Regions from separate parts of the Mus musculus genome. Here region 1 is linked to region 2. The links are chromatin contacts, called in public HiChIP or PLAC-seq maps. All regions are on one chromosome and are shown on one strand. The core of a region is the stretch at or near the end of the contact, and the rest is flanking DNA. Distances in the headings are between cores, read along the strand shown.

Region 1 (6,842 bases), core at 4,226-6,725, 830 kb after region 2:
TGGCACATGGTCTGCTGCTGACTGACAGTCTCAGCCTGGGAACCTTAGAGGAAACTGGAAGGGCTGGAAGTGTCGCAGCTGGGCAGCTGCTCCCTTAGTATGCACTGCAAAAGCCAGCGGTGCTGGTGTTCGTGTGTAATCTCAGCATTCAAGCAGAGAGGGGGACAAGAGGGTTAGAAGTTCAGGATCACCCTCTGCTACATAATTAAGTTCAAAGCCAGTCTGAGTTATATGAGATCCCATCTCAAAAGAGATGCATGAGGGGCCTAGAATTCAAAGAGACGTTAAAAAAAAAAGAAATTGTCCTAAGCAGGTAAGGAATACTTTACAGAGATTAAAGGGTATTTGATCTAGGGATGAGTGGGGAACCCTGACCAAGAACCCGAGTCCAGTGGCAGGAACAAAGACCATAGCCAGGCAAGGCCGGAGGTCTGTGTCTCATAAGCTGTTTGTGGAAAGCTCCAGGCTGCTGAGGTGTTACAGCTGTGTCAGGTGTCTCCCAGGCAGCACTGACGGTTTGCATCCCACAAAGCCTAGCGGAGGCTCTAGTCTGTGGAGCAGAGTCTTAGCTGTGCAATGACAGCGAGGGCCCCCTAAATCTTGGTCCATTGATGCCTTCCTGGGAGTCTACGTGTTTCAGACTGGATGATTGGGTTTGGAGTACACATAAAACACGCTTTAGGACTGAGCCATTCTGATGTAACGGTACTGGCTGGCAGGCCCGATGGCCTGAATTCAGTCCCCAGGACTCATGTGCTGCACAGTGAGAGCTCGCTCCTGTAGCTTGTCCTCTGACCTCCACACAATACACTGCCAGGTGCACACCTACAGAATTACACCCAGGAAATGGAAAAGGGACAGTTTGGGGTTAAAGCACTGTGCAGAGGCCCAGGCTGTGAACTTAAAGCACACATGGAGGGTGACTCACAACTACCCATGATTCCAGCTCCAGTGTACACTTAAGGAGGTCTCTTAATAGGTGCTCTGGGGCAAGGGGCCCTGGATGTGACTGAGCAGGGGCCCAGAGCACTGCCCCTTCAGCAGAATATTGAGGGCTGACTTGTTTCCATCTATCAGCCTAATGTCATAGCCCATTCCTAAGGGGGCCATTTACAGGAGGGACTCCGTGTTCAACGTACATGCCTGGTAAGAGGTCACAGGTCACATGAATTGGTGCTGAATGTCTTTTTTTCTCCAGCATGAATTGGCAAGGCCATGAAGTCTGGATACAGGCTCTACAACTTCTGCTCGTGGGTCAGCAGGGGCCTGGGAGGGCAGGCCTGAGGGGCCTGGGGAGGGCAGGCCTAAGGGCATGGCTCCCACCAGTTGCCTCACCTATCCCTGGGTTTGGTGGGATGATCTACACCCAGTCCTGGGGAGGGTTACTGCTGAGATGGGCCTCATTCAATGTGAGTTTCCAAGTTGGAATGGCCTGTGGTGAGTTTCAGCCAAGGGGAGGAAGGACTGCCTAGGAATGGATGTATGTTGTGGAAATGACAAGCAAGCGCGGAAAACCTGGCATCCTGCCTCTTCCTTTCAGCAGCTGTAAGTCCATCCGGATGAGGATGTGACATCTGGAGCTGCAGCAGCTATTCTGCAACCACGTGACAACGAATTCCAAAATGAAGAGCCATGCTCTAGGAACAGTGAAGCAGAGGATACCCCAGGCCTTCAGGAACGTCCCACCTGCAGGCCTGTTTCCTGAGAGGCCATCAGATGATCGGCTTCAGAAGTGTTGCTCAGCCTTGCAACTGAATTCATTTCTAATGGTGAAAAATAAAACCAGTCCTTCACACCACCTGTGGATCATCATCGGGAAAAGTAACTTTCTGAGACAGAGTCTCACTGTGTAGCCCGTAGTGGCCTGGAGCTTGCTATGTAGACCAGGCCGCCCTTTACTCTGTAGACCAGGCTGGCCTCGGAGATCCGCCTGCCTCTGTCTCCCAAATGTTAGGATTAAAAGAGTGCACCACCACACCTAACCTGCATGTCATCTCAACAGCTTTAAAGTCTGGCCTGTCACCCAGGTAGGGGTGACAGTGTGTCCCGCTCCTCCCGTACCTCCCTGGCCCCTTTCCCAAGAGGCGCCTGCCTATGTGTTCTGTGCAGAATTGTTGGTCATTTGTGCATTTTCATGTAGTCAGGGAGAAAACCTGTTTGCTGCCTCTCAGAGAAAGTTCACAAGAAATGAAAGACTTTGAAACAAAAACATGGTGATATGGCCTTTTTAACTTTGTTTTTTTTTTGTGTGTGTGTGGGTGTTTTGCCTGAGTATGTGTCTGTGCACTGTGTACGTGCCCACAGAAACCAGAAAAGGACATACAAAGAGGCTGTTGGATCCCTTGGAACTGGAGTCAATATCCCTTTTTCCTTTCTATTTCTTTTTGTTGTTTATCTATTTGCTTATTTTTCGAGACAGGGTTTCTCTGTGTAGCTTTGGCTGTCCTGTCCTCCTATCCTGGAACTTGCATTTTATGTGAGGCTGGCCTGGAACTCACAGAGGTCCGCCTCCTCTGCCTCCTAAGTGCTTGGATTAAAGGCATGCGCTACCATGGCTCAGCAATCACATTTCTTAGTCAGCTTGTGAATGGTGAAAAGCAAACCTGTGTCCTCTGGAAGAGCAGCCAGTGCTGTTCACTACTGAGCCAGAGCCATCTCTTTAGCCCCAGGCATGGGCTTCCTGGGAACCTGTGCTGTCCTGTGTGACCAGAGCCAGAAGGGACATGCTCACATTGCCTGAGGGCTTTCCAGATCTAAAGACAGGGCTGAGCCTCTCCCCATTGGGATGCCGGCTGCTCTTTGCCTCACAGAGAGATGCCCCCTTAGCCAGTCTGCAGGCAGTCCCCCCTGCTAAGTAGGTACATGCTCCTGTGTGCCGTGTGTCACGTATGTCTCCCAGGGCCACTGAGAAGTCAGCCTTGAAGCATGAGCTTGAGGCTATTCGGCCCCATCACAGCATAGCCAAAGCTGGTTCTCCCGGCTCTGCTCCGCTGCTCCCTTCCCTGGAGGTTCTAGCAGTTGTACCATCAACGTCCAAACGAGTCCTGCGGCGTGCATAGTCCCCCTCCTCTCAACACTCAGCAGCAGGGGCTTGCAGGGAGGATGTGGCTGCCTCTGCCAGAGACTCTTTGGTTCTGCCTCCCTTTGAAGTTAGATTGTCTGGAGGGTAAACTGTAGTTGTCTCAAAGAGTTCATTCTGAAGCCAGAAATACCAACGTCTCTGAAAGGCTATGGCACAGGAAGTTAGGGCAGGGGGGGACACTTGGTCTTTCATGTCCCAGAAGTGAAAAGTGGCCTGCAGTCCCAGGATGCCTAGTTATCATGTGGCTTCAGAGGCTAGGCCCGCATGCCTCCACAGCCACGGCTCTGACCATCCCATTGGACCTAAGACCTCCACTAGAAGCAGAATAAGGCACAAGTTGCAGGCGGCAGACAGCTGGGTGAATGTGACAGTGTCAGCCCTGCCTCTACAGGCTTCCGTGGAGGCTTGGGACACTCAGGCCACCCAGAGTCACTATATCCTCCTCTGTCCCTGTGACACAGGACACCTGAGGGTGTGAACAGTTTGTAAATCAGGTCCACCATCCACCAGTGTGCAGGGTGGTTTGGCTAGATCTGCTAAAGCTGAAGAGTACCTGTGTCATGTCTGCAGGGTTGTACTGGTCGGGGTCATACACATAAGCACATGTGTGTGTCTGCCAGACGGTATACAGGACCTACCAACAGCTAGTCATGATGAGGCTGGCCACAGGCTGCCAAATGTCCAGCATGGGCCATCGACATGGCGGACGCTGCACAACCTGAATGTTTTAATCACCTAACTAACAAGGTGCCTTAGTGTGAACAAAGTATAAGCCTGAGGATTCTTTTCTCTATGAGGTTCTGAGACAGACAGTGGATAGTCCTGAGGCCCAGGGAGGCCCAACACAACTCTGCTGTAAGTTGTATCTTATCAAGCGATCCGGGAAAATAGACCTGACCACGTTTGACTTAGAGGGTGTCACTTCTATTTGTCATTTATTGCAGGAGTAAAGACCAACGTCTGTTAATGTATGCTTTAAGTGTTGCTCTGTGGCTTGGGAACCACCTTGTGAGCAGACGTTGCCAGAGTTGGCAAAGAAGGAACTGACTCCTAGTTGAACGTGGTCGAGCACACATTTGATGCCAGCACTCTGGCAGCAGAGGGAGGCAGGTCTATTTCAGGTTACATAGTGAGACCCTGTCTCAAGACAACAGAAATGACTCTTAAGGGGACTGTTACAGACACTGAAAGTGCCCTCCAGCGAAGCCCTGCCTCACTCCCCTGCTGCCTTTCTTTTCTTTTTTTTTCTTTTTCCAAAACAGGGTTTCTCTATGTAGCCCTGGCTGTCCTGGAACTCACTCTGTAGACCAGGCTGGCCTCGAACTTAGAAATCCGCCTGCCTCTGCCTCCCGAGTGCTGGGATTAAAGGCGTGTGCCACCACCACAGCCCAGCTTCTGCTGCCTTTCTTAAGTTACTCTCCTCACCTGTATGCAGAAGGGGCCATCCAGTGCTACTGAGACAGCATTGGATACCATGGAGAGAGTCCAGCAGCAACCAAGGGTGGGTTGCTACCACCACTGCGTGCTATCCTGACCACTATGAATAGTCACATGCCCAGCTGCTGGCCCACAGAGGCTGGAGACAGATCTGCCCTGATGTGGTTCCTGGCTCCAGGGCTAGCATGTGCTCCACAGCGGAAATGAGACTCCTCAAGGGAAGGGGTGGGGGGTGAGACTAAGAAGATGGGATGTGACTGACCAAAGCTTGCTGGCCAATAGCCTCGGGGCCCCCTCTAGTCAGTCAGCTTCCTACCACACCCAGAACTGTAGTTAAGGGAGGCTTCAGCAAGCTTGGGCCCATGAGGGACTTAAGCATCAGCTCTGCCAGAGCTCATCTGAGCCCCTTGGCATAGGGCTCTTTCCTGCCTTGGCCCTGCCTCTACTTGTTGATTCTCAAAGTTCTTGGACCAGCCCCTAAAGCTACCTTGAAGTCAGTAGCTGAGTTGCTGCTATATGAACACATCTTCAGCTTCAGGTGGAAATGCCACTGCCATTGGCACACTTCTAATGGAGAGTGGGAATGAAGGTGGGAGGTAGGGGTGCCTCATTCACACCCAGTGGCTGCCTGAGGCAGCGCAGCCTGAGAGAGAGAGAAAGGAGGTTTCAGACAACCCAGGAAAGTGATTTTTGAAGTGGGCTTGGAGCTTTAGGTAGGGCCACTCAGGGCAGGTTCTAGTGAGGTTGAATGCCTGAAAGAGATTGGTAAGTCACAGGGGCTTTGAACACAAAAGGGAGAGGCAAGACCCTGTGTTGGAGTCCAAAGCTAGTTTTCCGGTTTCTCGGTGCTGCCTCTGCCCCCTAGAGGCAGCCTGGGGCACTACACATCCCTGGCACATGCCCATCATGTGGCCACCCTCAGGAGGAGGGGCTCCAGGGATGAGTTAAAAGATTAAGAGAAAAGCTCCCTTCTTCTCCAGAGTCCCGTCTACCCTGGCTTGGCGAGGGAAAGGAACCAGACATATATCAGAGGCAAGTAACCAAGAAGTCTGGAGGTGTTGAGTTTAGGCATGTCTCTACCTGAGCCACTTGGGAAGAGACAGGGAGAACAGCAGAAGGCTAAGCTACTTCACACTGGCAGTGAGAGTCCATGAGCAGAGCTCAGGGTCCTCAGCAGGAAGTGTCTATGCCATGCCGAGGCTGGCCTGTCCAGCCAGAAAGAACACAAGTGTAAAGGAAAATCGGAGCGTGCCTGTATGGAAAGAGGCCGGTCTGAGGGATGTCAGAGACCCCCGACAACAACATGAAGTGAATCAGAAGCTGGGGGCTGATACCACCTGGAGCTGCAGCCTCCACAGACCGCTTCCTACTTCCTGACAAGACTATGTCCACTCAGGAGCCCCAGAAGAGTCTTCTGGGTTCTCTCAACTCCAATGCCACCTCTCACCTTGGACTGGCCACCAACCAGTCAGAGCCTTGGTGCCTGTATGTGTCCATCCCAGATGGCCTCTTCCTCAGCCTAGGGCTGGTGAGTCTGGTGGAGAATGTGCTGGTTGTGATAGCCATCACCAAAAACCGCAACCTGCACTCGCCCATGTATTACTTCATCTGCTGCCTGGCCCTGTCTGACCTGATGGTAAGTGTCAGCATCGTGCTGGAGACTACTATCATCCTGCTGCTGGAGGCGGGCATCCTGGTGGCCAGAGTGGCTTTGGTGCAGCAGCTGGACAACCTCATTGACGTGCTCATCTGTGGCTCCATGGTGTCCAGTCTCTGCTTCCTGGGCATCATTGCTATAGACCGCTACATCTCCATCTTCTATGCGCTGCGTTATCACAGCATCGTGACGCTGCCCAGAGCACGACGGGCTGTCGTGGGCATCTGGATGGTCAGCATCGTCTCCAGCACCCTCTTTATCACCTACTACAAGCACACAGCCGTTCTGCTCTGCCTCGTCACTTTCTTTCTAGCCATGCTGGCACTCATGGCGATTCTGTATGCCCACATGTTCACGAGAGCGTGCCAGCACGCTCAGGGCATTGCCCAGCTCCACAAAAGGCGGCGGTCCATCCGCCAAGGCTTCTGCCTCAAGGGTGCTGCCACCCTTACTATCCTTCTGGGGATTTTCTTCCTGTGCTGGGGCCCCTTCTTCCTGCATCTCTTGCTCATCGTCCTCTGCCCTCAGCACCCCACCTGCAGCTGCATCTTCAAGAACTTCAACCTCTTCCTCCTCCTCATCGTCCTCAGCTCCACTGTTGACCCCCTCATCTATGCTTTCCGCAGCCAGGAGCTCCGCATGACACTCAAGGAGGTGCTGCTGTGC
Region 2 (6,604 bases), core at 715-3,214:
AGCGAGGTCAGCTCCACCAGGCTCACACACTCCACCACTTCAGCCCGGAGCTGGTGCAGCAGGTCACAGGCCGCAAACATGGTTCCTGGGGGGAAGGGACAGAGAAAGAGGAGGTGTTCAAGCTCTTTGCTTAGTCAGCACCCAGGACAGGGTCTGGCCCTTTGAAGTCTGTTTGTCTTGGGTTGGTTCTTTACCTCCTGTGGCCAGGAGGTCATCCACAATGACCACTCTCTGCCCGGGTTCCAAGGCATCTTTCTGGATTTCCAGCTCAGCCTGCAGACAGGAAGTAGTGTAAGACAGAGTCTAGGCGCGAACAAGTGGCCACCTCCCTAGCCTCGAGCGTTTCTGGGTGGTGTAAACCTGACCCAATGTCTCAACCTCTCTGAGCACCCACATTTACTCCTAGACACTGGTAGCCGTGATAAGACCCTGCCCTTCCTCTACACACAGCTCGCTTACCTTCCCATACTCCAGAGAATAGGAGGCTGACACAGTGGGGCCCGGCAGCTTCCCCTGTTTCCGGATGAGCACACAGCCCACGCCCAGCTCCTGAGCTAGGGAAGGGCCAAACAGGAAGCCCCTGGAGTCTAGACCTGTTAGGGTAAGGAGGGAAGGTTGTGGGATGGAGCTGAGGGGCATGGGAATCTAGAGGCCAAGTATGGGCGAGGTCAACACTTGCTAGGAACACTAGGTCTTGCTGACTACGGCTAGAAGAACGTTGATGGCTACTGGGTAGCCATCAACTCATCATCTCAGCCTTGGGGATCCTACCTGCCTTCTGAACAGCTCAGGGCCACCTATGGTGGCTCTTGCCACCTTTCAAATGCAGCATCTAGCTGTCGTGGGAAGGATACATACATGCCCTAATTTCTGGAGCATGGCCAGGGGTACCAATAGGAAGTGAAGTGGGCAAAAGTCTGTGGTCCCTGAGCACTTACCAGGGCCACTCTGTTCTCTGGGGTGCCCACCCTCCCTCTGGACACTCCTGGTGGACATTCAGCTGTCCTAGGGTGTTTCTGAAGCTCAGGCATGGAGCCAGGTAGACAGCAGTTGTTTAACACAAGCTTGTGTGAGGGAACAAGAGAAAGATGCCCCGGTGTAGTCCTGGGGAGAAACAGCCCCTGAAGCTACCAGGCTTGAGGTCTGCCCAGGCACGCCACGCCCAACCAAGGTTACCTAATTTTTAGTATCTAGTTCATCCCAGAGGCTACCCCTAAGCAAGGATGTCCGTCATCTGGAGGTTCCAGGGTCTCCCAGCCTGCTGTCAGGATGCTGGCCAGCTTTGTGCCCTAAAAGAGGGAGGCCTGGTTCTGGACACAAGGACAGAGCAGAGTTCGTCTCTAGGAACAAGCACCGAGGGCAGATGCCTTAGGGTACCTAGCAGGGAAGGGAGACTCCTACATAGTTCATCCAGGGTGAACAAGCGTCCAAGGCAGTGAGGAACCAAGGAGGAAGTGTCAGAGGTTGAAGAAAGAATGGATGGGTGTGGGGCAGACTGTGGGTGACACGAGGGGGAAAGGGGATAGGGGCTAGGACCGTGGGGGACGAGCACGGCCTAGCAAGGCCACTCGCCTGCGATGTAGTCGATCTTGCCGCTGTGCGTGGACTTCAGGTGACTGGCCAAGAGGCGGATGGAAGCTCGGAAGGAGTCCGGGTCTTTCAAGAGGGGCGAGATATCCCTGGGAACAAGGACAGGAGAGTGACCCGCGTGTGGCCGGGCAGAGGCCCCGCAAGATCCCCGAGGCTGCCTACGCGCCTGCGCCGGGGGATGAGCGTACAGCGCCAACGCCTCGCCGGCTCGTGACCGCACCTGAACAGCACGCCCGGGATTGGGAAGTCGGGGAAGCTGCGGATGCGCCGCGCCACCAGTTTCAACTCAGGTTCCGACATGGCCGCGTGCGTGTAGGAGGCAGGGAGGAGGTAGGTATCAGCACGCTAAACTCACGTCAATCCCGGGGGGAACAAGGGCGGAGCGTCCTCGATGGGCGGGGCTTCTGGGTGCGGGTTGGTCTAGCACGAGGGGCGGGACAGGCTGAGAGGCGGGGCCTCTGCGAGGTGTGTGTGGGGCCTGAGTCAGGGGTTAGATTTCTTGAGCTGCCTAAACACAAGCATCCCTACCTCAAAGATATATGGGTGGAAAGGGGATGTGCGATGTCCATCCTTTTTTGGTTTTGCCCCACACACGCTTTTTCAGTCCTGCTTTTCCAGGGGCTAGTCTTCTGGACCTGGGGGAGCAGGGACGGGTCTTGCCCAGGTCCGCTGGAGTGGTTTGGCCTTGCGTTCCTTCCCTCGCGCATAGTACAAGGGGCCTGAGATTCAGCCCCTGCTTTCCTGGAATTAGCCCGGAAGGGAGCTGATGGATAGTCTTAGGTCCAGAGGTGGGAGTGCACTGTGTGTGGGCTAGAGCGCAGGGGAAAGCAGGGTAGCAGGGCGGGTAAGGAATGCCTTCTCTGAGACCACAGACACTCCTGTGCATTGCAACAGAATGTGCCCTCCTCGTTTTGGGGTGGGGACCAGAAGGTCCTGATAGCCAGAGACAGAACTGGGGTTCTACCTTCCCAGCACAGTACCTGGGTCTATAGGTAGTGGTGTGGAAGACTGTCCTCTGAGTATAATGGCCATTATCATCTTCAGTGCAGTTGCAATTACTCAAAAGATATCCTCCAAATTGGCCCATGCTCCATCAAAGGAGAGGGTGTGGGGAGGGTCCAATGGATTCTAAACATTCCTTCTTGGACCTTCCTGTGAGCCCGTGAGCTGCATTCTTCCATTTGATGTGGTCTCTGGAGGCACTAGAATACACACACACACACACACACACACACACACACACTCACATGGAGGAAGGTTAACTAAAGGGAAGCTCCGTTATGAATCTATTAGGAACTTGTCATCTATGCTGGGCCGAGACTTTTCCGTTTGGTTGATGCAGCTGCTCTGGGGGTCATTCATGTTCTTGTAGGCAGTGAACTCATTGGACACGATGGTTACTTTAGGCTCTCACTGGAATCGTATCTGGGGCATCTGTTTCTGAATCCCCAGGGAAAGCTCATGCAACAGGTACGTGGAGATCTAACACACAGTCTCCCATCATAATCTCGATTTTAAAGACCAGGATATGCCGGGCGGTGGTGGCGCACGCCTTTAATCCCAGCACTTGGGAGGCAGAGGCAGGTGGATCTCTGAGTTCAAGGCCAGCCTGGTCTACAAAGTAAGTTCCAGGACAGCCAGGACTACACAGAGAAACCCTGCCTTGAAAAAAATAAAAACAAACAAACAAACAAAAGACCAGGATAGGTGGTCTCATGATGGCGCACGCCTTTAATCCCAGCACTCCCAAGAGAGGCAGGCAGATCTCTGAGTTCAAGGCCAGCCTGTCCTACAGAGTGAGTTCTAGGAGAGCCAGCACCTCACTGAGAAACCCTGTCTCAAACCAACCCAAAAATAGACTTGGGGCTACCAGAGCTAACCCCCTCCTGTTCCTTTATTCTTCCTCTCAGTCTCTTCACCATCATTTCCCAACCGTTACAGCTCAACCTTGGCTCTGCAGTTACTGCACAGATGTGAAAACTTGTCCATGAGCCTTCAGAGAAAGGGTCTTGGAGATTATGTGGAGCATATGAGAGGTGGCAGGTTACAGAAGTGGCCCCATACTGCCCTGAGCCAGGGCCAGAAACTTAGGCTGTCATCTTCCCATCTCCATGGGGCAGTGCAGATGCCACCTTGACTGGAAAAGGTGCTGTCTTTGTCTTTTGTTTGTAGCCAGTGCGAAAGAGGTAGGGTGGCTCAGAGGGTTGGCCTGGGGGAGAAGCCAGATAGATGGCACTTCCTTGGCATTTCGCTGAAATCTTCACTTTTGTGTACGGCACCTAGGTTGAAATGTATGCAGGGACAGTGACAGTGCTTCAGACCCTGGGTTGACGTACCTACGGTGATCAAGGCCCCGGCTTCCTTTTCAGGAGCCAGTTGGCAAGATGGGCTGTGGTGCTCGAGAGCGGACTACAGGGTCAGGGCTCCAGGATGAGCAGTCTTGGAGCCTTGCACCTGGTTGCAGGGGCCGTCCATGCAGGGATGGGTGGGCAGAGGGCAGCTGGTCTCTTCCATTCATCAGTCCGAAGGACAAGGTCTCCCAGGCACTTGCAGGGCTGGCTGGAGATTCTGGTCTTGGCTAATGGGCCCAGAAACACTTCTCAGGGACAGACTCAGGAGGTGTCAGACACTTCCCTAGTTTTTCACAGCCTGGGGGTGCCCAATTCTGGAAAAGGACATTTAAGAAAATGAACTGCAGTTATTCAGGCGTTTCAGACTGGGCACAGTTAACGAGACGTGGCCCTCCCGCCTCACCCACCCACCTGGCTGCAAGGCGGGGATATCCCTATCTCCATGCCTTCCAGAATCCTAGGAATGTGGAGCCCCGGGTCCTGCTTTAAAAAGCAGCTCTGGCTCTGCAGAAAGGGGGGTTAGGGGTGGGGTGGGGCTGCAACTGGCAAGCCAGTAGCAAGGAAAGGGAGCCCCAGGGCAGAGCTGCGCCTAACAGCCTGAACTCAGGCAGCTTCCAAGTGGGGGAAGCCAGGAAAAAGAGGCTCCCACAGAATGGAGAGTCTAGGAGTTAGACAGATTCCCTGGTAGTCAGGGATTGGGGTGATAAAGGTATTGAATTTCCAAGTGGCCGGTCTGGCTTCTTTTTTACCCTCCTGGCTTGAAACAAAAGCGCACTAATTTAAGATAAAGGTTTTGGTCTCCCAATAGCAGACTCATAGATGGGCTCAACAAACATGTCTTGTACAGTTCTGGGCCAATCAACCATCCTAGCTTCCCTCAAACTGACCAACCCTAAATTATCGAAGAAAAATGTTCCAGAGATTTTAAAATCTTTCCTCTGTGTGTGTCTGCTGCATGTGTGTCCCCTCACCCCCAATGAACGCCTTGCTTCAGCTGCTGATTCTGTGTGGTCCTTGCGATTTCTCTGCTGCTGCCTCTACATCCACATTTTCCCTGCCTTTCAATTATTTAAGTGGCAGAGGAAGTGACCGCGACCAAAGCTCCTTAGCCTGCACTACAGCGTGGCTGCAGCCTGGATGGAACGGCAATGCCCCACCGTGGTAAGGACACTCAGGCCTCCTGAGGCCCCAGAAACCTGGCAGTCTAAGAATGAGCCCCCTGATCTACCACTGCTGTTCAGAGCTCAGAATACCAGTATTGTGTGGAACTATCCCCTGAGCCAAACTGCTGCCGCCTCCACAAGTTTAGCTGGTCTTGCTTGCAAAAAAAAGGTCATGGCAGCTTGGTTTGTTGACTATGGACTCTCCTTTTTTTTTCTTTTTGGTTTTTTCGAGACAGGGTTTCTCTGTGTAGCCCTGGCTGTCCTGGAGCTCACTGTGTAGACCAGGCTAGCCTTGAACTCAGAAATCCGCCTGCCTCTGCCTCCCGAGTGCTGGGATTAAAGGTGTGCGCCACCACACCCAGCGACTATGGACTCTCCTTAAGGACTGCCATGAGAATCATGGAACTCTCTCCCGCCTGATTACCTAGCCATTCCTCCCAGTCACGTTCACACAATTCTGCCCTAACCACAGGCAGCCTTGGGGAGGGGCTAGAGGACATAGGTGGAGAAGGACACAGGAAAGGAGTCATCTCTGCTGGCCACAGACCTTCCAGCATGGGTGCTTTGAGTGCCCCCTCCTCCAAGCTCCCACCTGTAACTCTTCACTCACTGTCCCATAAGAAAGCCTATGAATTCTTTGGTTCCCCAGAGTAAACACTGGTGGCATGTACCTCTGTTGGTTATTGGGACCTTAGGAGGAGAGGTAGATGTGGGAGGGAGTTTAGCAATAACTAGTGACACAGGCACAGTCTGTGAATGCAGCAAAGCTGCTCCCCAGTGGGACCCTGAGAGAGGGCTGTGCCCAACCCCGTCCTGAGCAGAGCTACCCCCCTCCAACACTGCAGTGTTAGTAGGATGTCCTCCCCCCCCCCCCCCCCCCCACTTCACGGAACGAGTGCCCTTGCCAGGCTGAGCTGCACCTGTACAGGGATGAGACTAACTTTGTCTAGCACCGGCAGCAGTCGCCGAGCACAAGCAAGCCCCAGCACGCACACATCGCTCACCATGACAGCCTGGTTACACACATTGAGCTGGGGCTGTCCGGGGACCAAGGACTTTTGGTGCTCCTGGACAACCTGGGTGGTCCTGCTGAGGGCGTCCTGGTATTCGTCACTGTGGAAGCTGGAGAGAAGGCGGCTCTGGTTACGAGGCTGTTGTGTCAACCAGGGCCCATCAGCTCCTGGCAGGAAGCTTTGACGCTCTCAGACGTTCTAGGACATAAAGTGGTCTAGCCCTGAAAGCCTGAGCCCTTGCGCTAATCTTTAGAGGTGAGAAGAGCAAGGACAGCAAGCTGAAGCCATAGTGGGCTGTGGGCTCCCACCTGGTGACCCTTGAGCCTTCTGGGACAGCTGTCTGCCTTGTAGACCAGGTTGGCCCTGGACTCACATAGATCCACCTGCCTCTGCCTCCTGAGTGCCGGGATTAAAGGTGCATGCCACTACTGCCCTACAAGAGGACAATGGATGCACTGCGCAGCCGGCATATAACCACCTCTGTACT

The links. HiChIP or PLAC-seq counts read pairs in DNA pulled down with a chosen protein or histone mark.
Region 1: an H3K27ac HiChIP or PLAC-seq map of extraembryonic endoderm stem cells shows a contact between it and region 2, with 5 times the contacts expected there. The contact joins the promoter of Mc1r here to the promoter of Aprt in region 2. A contact is called at or near these places in 4 of 39 promoter capture datasets (the C10 cell line, hippocampal neurons, liver and 1 more), 1 of 484 Hi-C or Micro-C datasets (embryonic stem cells) and 3 of 115 datasets of contacts at active chromatin or transcription factors (embryonic stem cells, extraembryonic endoderm stem cells and large pre-B cells).

The regions. Positions count from the first base shown.
Region 1 is chr8:123,401,607-123,408,448 of GRCm38.p6, forward strand. Mc1r (melanocortin 1 receptor) reads left to right here and starts at 5,476. Exons shown (of 1, transcript NM_008559.2): 1 at 5,476-6,842. The coding sequence starts at 5,904. It also overlaps a transcript of Tcf25 not described here.
Region 2 is chr8:122,574,943-122,581,546 of GRCm38.p6, forward strand. Aprt (adenine phosphoribosyl transferase) reads right to left here and starts at 1,965. Exons shown (of 5, transcript NM_009698.2): 1 at 1,811-1,965; 2 at 1,573-1,679; 3 at 460-593; 4 at 195-273; 5 at 1-85. The coding sequence starts at 1,890. It overlaps Galns (galactosamine (N-acetyl)-6-sulfate sulfatase), which reads right to left. Exons shown (of 14, transcript NM_016722.4): 13 at 6,109-6,226; 14 at 3,295-4,255. The coding sequence ends at 4,169.